2 separate regions of the Mus musculus genome follow, and region 1 is linked to region 2. The links are chromatin contacts, called in public HiCAR-type maps. All regions are on one chromosome and are shown on one strand. The core of a region is the stretch at or near the end of the contact, and the rest is flanking DNA. Distances in the headings are between cores, read along the strand shown. Region 1 has its middle 120 kb from the start of Gm46301. Region 2 overlaps Map2k6 (mitogen-activated protein kinase kinase 6).

Region 1 (4,939 bases), core at 1,729-4,228, 2.6 Mb before region 2:
ACACAGCAAAGAGCTAGAGTGTCTGTTGCCAAAAATGAGGATGGTAATAAGGCCCCTTGAATTGAGGCTGTTAAAAACTGCACCAAAATCCACAAAAATGTCAAGAATGTGGTATTTAGAGCCTGGTGTTTCCAGATCCTCGACTCTCAGTTCCAAGAGGCCAAGGCACACTCATGCCATCCAAGAATGTCTTTCTAGAGGTCCCTGTGTGTTCCTGAAGGCCTGTGTTTCTTCTGTTCTTGTGTTCGTTCTGCAAAGGGCTCACCAGCTCCCATGTGAAACCGAATCACTGCCCACGTGGTGGGAAGAGCCACCGGAAGCTCCCTCTGCATCCTTCAAACGCTGGTCCTTCCGGATGCGTGGGCTCCCTCATTGGTCCCATGGGGACTCCCAGTGTATTCATGAGGTCATTTGTATTTAATTTACAAGAGCGATGTGGAATTTTAGGAGATTAATTTTGATATGAGGACCCAACTTGGGTGGCAAGAGACAATTTGAAGGTGTTGCTGCTGGCTACATCCACTGCACATTTGAACACCAGTATAACTTCACATGACATTAATAATAGGGAGTCAAAAGTACGTGGCAATTGGATAAATGAATAGGCAGTTAGATGACAGGTGAATGGATAGACAGACAGACAGACAAGCAGGCAGGCAGATAGATAAATTGATTAATGACAGACAGACAGTTAAATGACAGCAGGACAGACACATAAAGGGTTGGTATTGTGACTTGAATATAAACTGTCCCTCATAAGCTCACATGTTTGAACTCTATGTCCCCAGCTGGCGGTACTATTTGTGAAGGAGGTGGAGTCTCTCTAGAAGTGGTTCACCGGAGGTAGATGGGCTCTGAGGTTTTATAGAATGGTCCCACTTTTCCTGTGCACTCTCTGCTTTGGGACTGCAGATGTCACATGTCAAGCAGCCTCCCACCTCTTGCTACCAAGGCTTTCTCTCCACGATGGCTTTTGTCTCTTGGACTGTAAGCCCCAAAGACCCTTCCTTCTTTCAGTGGCCTCCTGTTAGGACTTTGCTCACTGCAAACAGCAGATAATCGATCGGTACAGTAGGCATTTGTTAACTGAATTCTGAGGGCTGAAATGTCAGTATAGGAGGGATTCTAGAGCTGGAAAAACATTTATAATCGTATGAATGTTGAATCAGGTGATGATGATCCCCACTGGGTATAAATCTAGAGTTGAGACACTGGTAGTGAGCAAAAGATTCACGGCATCCTAATATGTGTTCTCTCGAGCTACTTATTATTTACAGTGAGTGTTATAAACCCTACAAAAAGCAGCTAATATTAGTAAGGACATGGGGAGAAAGTCTTGGGCATCGCCATCATCACTGTGGGACACATGGTACCTTGTTCGTCCAAAGGACACAATATCACTTATGTTGCACATCAGCAAGGACACACATTATCTATTCATAAGGATTTTCTGGGTCAGACATCTCTACTCCTCATGATAGTCTATTGAAGGGGGAAGGGGAGTCAGGTGTACTGATATACTTCAATTTTATCACTCAAGAGACCAGAGAAGGGGCAGTCCTGGATCTGAGAGATAGTGAGAGCCTGCCTCAAGGCACACAAGCCAAAAGCAGCCCTGAAAGACTGCTTCTGTCACGGTGCCTCCTCTGCCTGCTGCTTTGCCATCTCCACCGTTATAGCATCAGCCCCTTGAGTGGTTAGTCAGAAGAAACACATATCTTAAATGACTTTTTATAGGGAGTTTGGGCACTGCATTTAAAAGTAACTAATACGAGGGGTAAAGGACCATGTGGCGTGTAACTTGTCCCTAAGGGGTGCAGACCACACTGCTCATTCACACCGGTAAACACTATGGGCTGTTAATAAGGAGCATCTCCAAGCCATTGCTTTGTCATGTACTTTTCCAAATGAAATGTAGCTTGAAAACAGCATCACAGAAAATGCACGGGGTATTCGGCCTCACCTGCCATGTCAACCCATTGCCTGGATTCTGCTTTATACTGAATGGAATGCCGTCCGGTTGGTAAAGTGGTCAAATCCTACCTCTTCTGGCTTCCTTCCTTGTCTAGGACCAGGATCCCAACTTCATCTCAGTGTTCTGAGGCAGGAGGATCCCAGGTTGGAGGCCAACCTGGGCTGCATAGTAAGACCTGGTCTCAAAGAAACAAAGCACAAGCACAAATTTGTTTCTTTGTGTCGTACTTGTTGGGGTTATTGATTGTCTGTGTAACTGAACTCTTCTCTGTGACCTCTACCCCTTCCATTGACAAGTGATGTTTGTGACTATAATTCAGTGTATATGTGTGTGTTTGGTATATGTGGTTCATGCACATGCGTGTGTGCGTGTGTGCGTGTGTGTGTGTGTGTGTGTGTGTGTGTGTGTGTGTGTGTGTGTGCATAGCCACGTCTACAGTGAGTCTCCTGTCTTGGTCATTTATAGGAACATGGAAGATAGACATGCTTATCAACACATTCTAACATTGTGGTCTTTTAGCACAAAGATGGTTGGTCAGTGGAGATGGATAACTCCTATCACCCCCGGGTGCTAGTTGCTAATACTGTGTCCTGGGGTCCTCCTGGGTAATGAAGAGGAGGATGGAGACAGCCTTGGGTCTAGCCTTAGCTTTACTGACTATTACTTCTTGGGCTGGACCCTTCTCTGGGAATTGGTGTCCACATCTATAAAACATGAGTGGGCATGGGGGATATGGAAATCTTCGCTTCTTTGTTTCTTCAAAGGCACAGAGAGCCAGAAAGACCCTGTTGGAAGAACTAGATTCTTCTGCGTGGTTCAAGGCAGGAACAACTCTGGCCTGGTCACAGCCACTGGACATATTAGCCCATGTCCTAGACTCCTGGGAACATTTGTAGCACTTGGAGGAGAGGCTTTGGTGTGCCAGTTTCTAGGCAGCCCTGCTTCTGAGTGTCAGCAGAGAAAGCTGGCAGCGGAAGGCCACACACCCTCCCCTGTCCTTGCCTGGTGGCAACACTTCAGTAGGCTCTCTAATGAGCTTACACCCCTCCCCAAAGCCAGGCTTTTTTGCTTCTCCTGGGAGCCTGGCACCAAGCCCTAGATGCTGTCATTGTTTTGGGGACAGACTCCCCTCTCTTCCCCCACTCCCCGTTCCCCAAGTGGCTCACTCTACTAGGCCAGTCAGCTTTGCCTCAGACCAGGCTCCTACCCTGGTGACCTACAGCTATTCTCCATCTTTGTGGCAACTGAGAGGGGGCCCAGAGCTGCTTAGTTGGGTGTGAGTGAATGTGTCCATGAGTGTGTCCACGTCTGCCCGTTCCATCCAGAAATGTCCTCTGCCTCTGTGTGTGTGTGTGTGTGTGTGTGTGTGTGTGACCTGCACATTCTTCATTCACAACTTGTTGTGGGTTCGTATTTCTCTTCCAAGAGAGGCGGGGGTGTGGTTGCAAAATAAATCTTCGCTAATTTTTTTCCTTCTCCCCAAAGAAATCATTGTGTTGTAATGCAGGAGAGCCTGAGCTGATGACATTTTTATGGGGCTGCCGTTAGTGAAGACTGTCGTGTCTGCCTGGGCCATCCAGAAAGTCCATAGATTTTTTTCTCTCTCTCTCCACTGCCACCCCCACCCCTTTTCTCTCTCAGCAATACAATTTCAGTTCAATACTTGTCTAGAATTCCCAGTGGGGCTACCTAGGCACAAGGGGGTGGGCCTGGGGGGAGATGACATCATGTCTTTGTCAGAGGATTGGCTGCTTCCAGGCTCTAGGAATGATATCATCTCTGCATGGACCTCCCCCACTTCTCTATTCCTAGCTCTTTACTGGCTGGATAAGGGACCCCCACCACAGGATGCCCTGTTGCCTTGGAGACCACAAGTTTTCAACCTTGTTGTCTGAAGGGATGGTCATTCATTATATGTGTGACATGGGGGTAAAGGGTCTGGGGAGGGAGCCCCGGGCAGGACGGTTTTTGAGGGAAGGCTGTGGACAACAAAATAATGAACAAACATATGTTTCACGCATGAGAAGCCGTCAGAGATGGCAGCGAGAGAGAGGTCACGGCAGACGGCACTCCGTACATGGAAAACTGAAGACAGAATTCTAAAGACGGACAAGCAGTGGCCAAAATATTGTGGAAAGTGGCCACCCCCTCCCTGAGACAGCTCATTAGAAGGGCTGTGGAGTGCCAGATTCTGGGAGGTGTGTTGGGAGGGGGGTCGTTGAGGCTCTCTGGACAAGAGGCCAACTCCCCTGTCCCCTGCTGAATGTGGATATCTACACAGCTGTGTCCTGCAACCAGCTGGTCCCAGGCCACAAGAAATCTATTCGGACACTGAGCCAGATAAGGATCACCCCCTGTGGCTCCAGAAACTGTGGGTGCCTCCAAGAACTGAGAAGTAGCCTCTTAATGTGTTCCCAGAGGTGGAGGAGGGCAGAACCCCTCACAGAGGTTGTGTGTAGGGTGTGTCTGTGTCCCTGTGTCTCACTGACGTGGTCGCCGATTGCACGCACCATGTCCCCCAAGCTGCTTTATTTTCATTGGTTTATTTTTGGTCTTTTAAGACTGGCCTGGAACTTGCTGTAGAGACCTGAATGACCTAGAAGTTATTATGTAGACCAAGCTAGCCTTAAACTTCCCAAGATCCTCAGCCTCTTAACCTCTCAAGTATTGGGCTCACAGTTGTGTGCCACGACCTCTAGCTTCCCCTGGATAGTTGAAAGAGAGCAGCATTTAAGTTCCCCTTCAGTCCCTACCTTGTTTTGCTCCTTCACAAAGACATTTGACCTTGCTCCATGACAGAGGGAGTTGTGGGCGATTCTTGTCACTGAGCAAACAACATGGAACACCACGATCAGATCTGGGCTGCTTGTTATGAGGTCCCTTGATGCCATGAAACACAGTAGACCCGGGACTCATGATAGTGATAGTGCCTCTTTAATAAGGAGTGCATTGTAAAGAAAGAAG
Region 2 (4,988 bases), core at 1,655-4,154:
ACACAGAGAGAGACAGAGACAGAGAGAGAGAGAGAGAGAGAGAGAGAGAGAGAGAGAGAGAGAGAGAGAGAGAGAAAGAGAATTCTTCTCTCTACACACTCCTCAGTACCTCTCCAAAAACCACCCAGAGAACCAGATAATTAATGGCCATGGATGAATGGCCATGTGCATTACAGAACAACCGAGTGGGCCCATTCAATTACCTGGTGCTCAGTCGAAGGAGACCCTGAGCTCCACTGTGCTTGAAGCTCCCTTCCTTCTTTCCTTTTAAGCCCACTGAGTTAGCGTCTGCTTTTACAGAAGGAATGCAAGGGTCCCCCCATGAGTCAAGGTCAGCTCTTCATCAAAACACTCCTGAGAGGCTACCAGCAATCCAGGTATGAGCTTCAGAAGACCGGTTTCCCTGCCCCTGGGGCCTCACCAATAACCTGGCATCTCTCCTTAATTGCTCTTGATTGGGACGGCTTCATCTCTAAAACGTGGTGTCTGGTCTACATAGTTTCTAAGATAGAAGTATATGTATGATTCCTGACTGCATTGCCTCGTCTTTACATTTTGTCTGGTACCCACGGGGCGGACTATTCAGACAACTGTCACATAGTCAGACAGCCTTGAATTTACCACTTGAGCATCAGAAAACACCAGTAAGATTTTCTGTTTATTTTCTTTAATCAAGGGCATGACTTTAGCTGATTAATCAGGCTGCATTATTGGTGTGTGAGTGCGTGTGTGTGTGTGTGTGCATATGGGTATGTGCACATGTATATGTATACATGCAGAAGCCACTGAGGAACCTTGGGTGTCATTCTTCAGGTGCCACCATCAATGGTGTTTGAAACAGCATCTCTCACTGACCTGGACCTTGCCAAGAAGGCTAAGGCATCTGGCCAGCAAGCCCTAGAGAGACTCCTGTCTCCAACTCCCCATTAGTGGGATTGCGAGCACGTGTCACCAGGCCAGGTTCTGTCATCCAGGTGCCAGGGCTCAAACCCAGGATCTGATGCTTTCAAGGCAAGCCATCTCCCTAGCCTTTTTAATATTCATTTTGTGACCTGAGTAGACTCCATACAAAGGTGACTGGTGACACAATAAATGATGGTCTGTACCCACAGTCTCTTCTACACACAGTAAATATGCGCCAGTCTAAGGCAATATACCTTTCCAGTAGCCGAGACATATTACTACACATTCGACCTCACAATAAAAAGAATGATATAAAACATCACTGCTCACAATGCTATCACCATGTCATTCAATGTAAGTCTAAACGTTGGGGCTGGGGAGATGGCTCAGAGACAAAGTCACTTCTTACTCTTTGCAGGGGTCCACGGTTCAGCACCCAAATAGTGACGCAAAGTCATCTCTAGCTCTAATTCCAGGGCATCTGATGCCTTATTCAGATCCCCTCAAGTTTTAGTAAAATGGATAACTAAGTATAAGTCTAGAGCCAGGCAGTGGTGGCGCGCGCCTTTAATCCCAGCACTCGGGAGGCAGAGGCAGGTGGATTTCTGAGTTCGAGGCCAGCCTGGTCTACAAAGTGAGTCCCAGGACAGCCAGGGCTACACAGAGAAACCCTGTCTCAAAAAAACAAAAACAAAAAAAAGTTTAAGTCTAAGCAGGCATGCTGGTGGCTTTCATTGTATCCCATGCAGTTCCTTGCACCCTGTTTATTGAGTCACCTCATTGGCTTGTCCCATCTCCCCTGACTGCCCAGATGATCTGGTTCTACAACACCCCTAAGTGGACAGTGATATGTGTTGATAATTTGTGAGCACTGTGAAGAATACTTGATCTAGACCTGAACAATCAAACAGCCACTCATTAGAGGATTAATTTTGAAACATACAGAATTCTATTTTAGACCACAGACTATACTAGAAGTAGCCCAGGAATAGTAAATACAGAATCTAGAAAGGCGAGCCAGTGAGATGACTTAGCAGGTAAAGGGGCCTGCTGCCAAGCCTAAAGACCCAAGTTCAATCCCCAGGACTTCCACCCACTTACCATGGCACCAATAAAGAAACTACAGGGCAGTGGTGGCACAGCCTTTAATCCCAGCCCTCGGGAGGCTGAGGCAGGCGGATTTCTGAGTTTGAGGCCAGCCTGGTCTACAGAGTGAGTCCCAGGACAGCCAGGGCTATACAGAGAAACCCTGTCTTGGAAAAAAAAATCCAAAAAAGCAAAAAAGAAAGAAAGAAACTACAAAATCCTATGTGTCAAATTCTGGTCCAATGCAGAAGGCAGAGGGTAGAGATGATCCCAGAGAATGGCATAATGAGAACTCTGTGGAGGGAGGGCAAGGAGGAGGGCGAATAAGAAGGAGGGAGGCAAGGAGGAAGGAAGGCAAGGAGGAGGGAAGCAAGGAGGAGGGAGAACAAGAAGGAGGGAGTCAAGCAGGAGGGAGGGCAAGGAGGAAGGAAAGCAAGAAGGAGGGAGAGCAAGGAGGAGGGAAGGCAAGGAGGAAGGAGGGCAAGGAGGAGGGAGTGTGTCAGAGAACAAATCACTCCCAGGCCCAGCTGAGCTGAGCCCCTTACTACTGGACTCGGTGAAATTCTCACTAAATGGAGACCTTTTTATTTGACACTAAGACAAGATACACACAAGTACACACATGGGTACAGTCATTTCTTGTCATGCTCCAGAAAGGCTCATATCTACTCCATCCCAGCATTTGCCATCCATCCCCCTAATGGCATTTTCCTCCTCCATAACCTGTGAGAGCAGGCACACATCTGATCATATAACGGTATTCTCTCCCCACTGTTTTAGCATACCCGTGGCATACAAAGAAGCGAGGACTTTGGAATTTAAGAGGATTTGGGCTGGGAATGTAGGCTGGTAGTAAAATGCTTGCCTAGCATACTAAAGATCCTAGTTTTAATCAAAAAGAGAAAAGAGGCAGCAGGCAGGGAGGGGTTTAAATGAACTGGATTCAGATGCCAGCTTCGCGTACACTGACGTGTGGTGAAGGACAAGCTATTCAGTTGATTTCCAATTTCCTTCTTTATGAAATGGGAACATCATCCACTTCCTGGGCTTTTATAAGCATTGGAGCTTATCCCAAAGCTCTGTGTGCTTAAGGAAAATAAACTGTCTGTCGTAGAGCACAGAGTGGACGCTCAGTCTGGAAAGGGCTAAAACCTCTCCGGGGATCTGAACCTCTCTGCAAGACCCTGATATGTATTCGATAGACTTTCTAGAATGTGTTGTGTGCACTCTCTAACCTGAGAGGAAAACCCACTAGGCGTTGCTTCTTAAACCTCAGGAGCTGACAGTGCAGCTGGTTCAAAACCTCCTGCTGGCCCTTGATTCCACCGGAGCCACTTGGAGAGCCGGCCGGGCACAGGTGCTCAGCATAGAAGATAAGTCTGGGCTCGCCTGGAACAAGCCCTGTTGCTCTTTCTTCTGCATATCCTTCTGTAGGTGCCTCCTCAGGCTTCTCCTAAATACATCTTCACACAATTGCCAGAAGAACAACTTGCTCTGAAAATGGAAGAGATGAGTGAGGTAGAGGCTCACTCTTCACGCACAGGGTTCGAATGTCATAAGCACTTGTGCTTGGCATATGGGTGTATCTGCCTACCCTGTGCCTGCCTGGAGATAGCAGCCAGAAGAGGGCATCAGATCCCCTGGGAGTGGAGTTACAGACACTTGAGAGCTACAGTGTGGGTAGACAGAAACCAAGCCCAGGTCCTCTGGAGAAAGAAACAGTGCTCTTAACCACTGAGCTCTCCAGCCCATGCACCTGACACCTTAGCCTGATTTCTTGGACTCTTTTACTCTCTGCTCAATGCTCTGGATTGGCTTCTCCATTCTGTCTTCCTTCCTTTCCACGATGACTTACTTCATCCCTAACTTTCTGCCTGGCTTCTTTGGATGCTTGGTTCACCTAGCCCAAGATGACCTCCACATTACAGCTAATTGAAATATAAGTCTAGCCAGGCATACTGGTTGCTTGCTTGCTTCCTTCCTCCTTTCCTTTCCTTTCCTTTCCTTTCCTTTCCTTTCCTTTCCTTTCCTTTTCTTCCCTTCCCTTCCCTTCCCTTCCCTTCCCTTCCCTTCCCTTCCCTTCCCTTCCCTTCCCTTCCCTTCCCTTTTCCATGCATTTCCTTCCAGCCTTCTTATTATATCTGTTCATTCATTTGTCTCATCTCTGCCCTCTTTCCCGATGACCTCATTCTATAGCAGCCTTAAGTGCAACGATACAGGTGATGATTTTATGAGCTTTGGACTTAATCTTCACTCCCCACCCCCACCCCCATCCCAGGACATTCTCCAGGTTGCCCACCTGACTTCCAGACTGGCCATTAGCTGCCGGTGGGACAGTAGATGCATCCAAAACAACAACAACAACAAAGCTATTTCCCAGTGATTAACCATCAGCACCATGACCAACCATTTCTTCCTTCACTGGCTCTTCTCATGAAGTAGCCCCTGGCATTCCAACATATGACTCTTATGCTGATCGTCCAGATTCTGTTACCATGATGAAGCTGCTCCTTAGTTTACATACATGTACACCAACACACAACTTAAAAGGCCTTTTGTTAATAGCCAAGGGCTGGGTCTGTACGCCAATAGACATCTCCTAGCCTCACACATGCAAGGTTCTATCCCCAGTACCCCCCCCAAAAAAGTCAATATTGCAAAAGTTTGGTAATACTTCAGTACTCCTTTTTATTAAGGCTTGCAGGCATTTTCTAAAAATAAGTTTCTCTTGGCTACAGATGCTTAGACCTGACTCTCATTTCCCAACCTTCGCTCCACAGAGACTATGGCCACTTGTTACAATGGGAAGGAAGCCCTCTCCCTCAACCCCTAAGACCCCGCCCCTGTGTCTATACCACAGAGTTGCCCATAGCAACCCCAGAAAGTGATTCATTAGTCTCCCTACTAATAAGTCGCCAGCGCTGGGAATCGGTGGCAACATGGCGTGTGTTCACGCGTGCTTGTGCACATTTGTTTTCTAACTTAACACATCCCATTGC

Evidence for each region. HiCAR-type assays count read pairs that join an accessible place to other places.
Region 1: a contact with region 2 is called in a HiCAR-type map of astrocytes, with 7 times the contacts expected there. The contact joins two enhancer-like sites. A contact is called at or near these places in 1 of 39 promoter capture datasets (hippocampal neurons) and 1 of 115 datasets of contacts at active chromatin or transcription factors (astrocytes).

Annotation. Positions count from the first base shown.
Region 1 is chr11:112,981,535-112,986,473 of GRCm38.p6, reverse strand. No RefSeq gene overlaps it. Among named protein-coding and RNA genes, the nearest start is that of Gm46301, 120 kb to the right of the region's middle. Within about 2 kb of position 2,978, at least 47 of the 459 cell types and tissues checked have an H3K27ac peak or open chromatin away from gene starts, as enhancers often do. A contact at or near this core is called in astrocytes, where this site is marked.
Region 2 is chr11:110,414,792-110,419,779 of GRCm38.p6, reverse strand. The region is part of intron 1 of Map2k6 (mitogen-activated protein kinase kinase 6); the gene reads right to left. Among named protein-coding and RNA genes, the nearest start is that of Map2k6, 18 kb to the right of the region's middle. Within about 2 kb of position 2,904, at least 13 of the 459 cell types and tissues checked have an H3K27ac peak or open chromatin away from gene starts, as enhancers often do. A contact at or near this core is called in astrocytes, where this site is marked.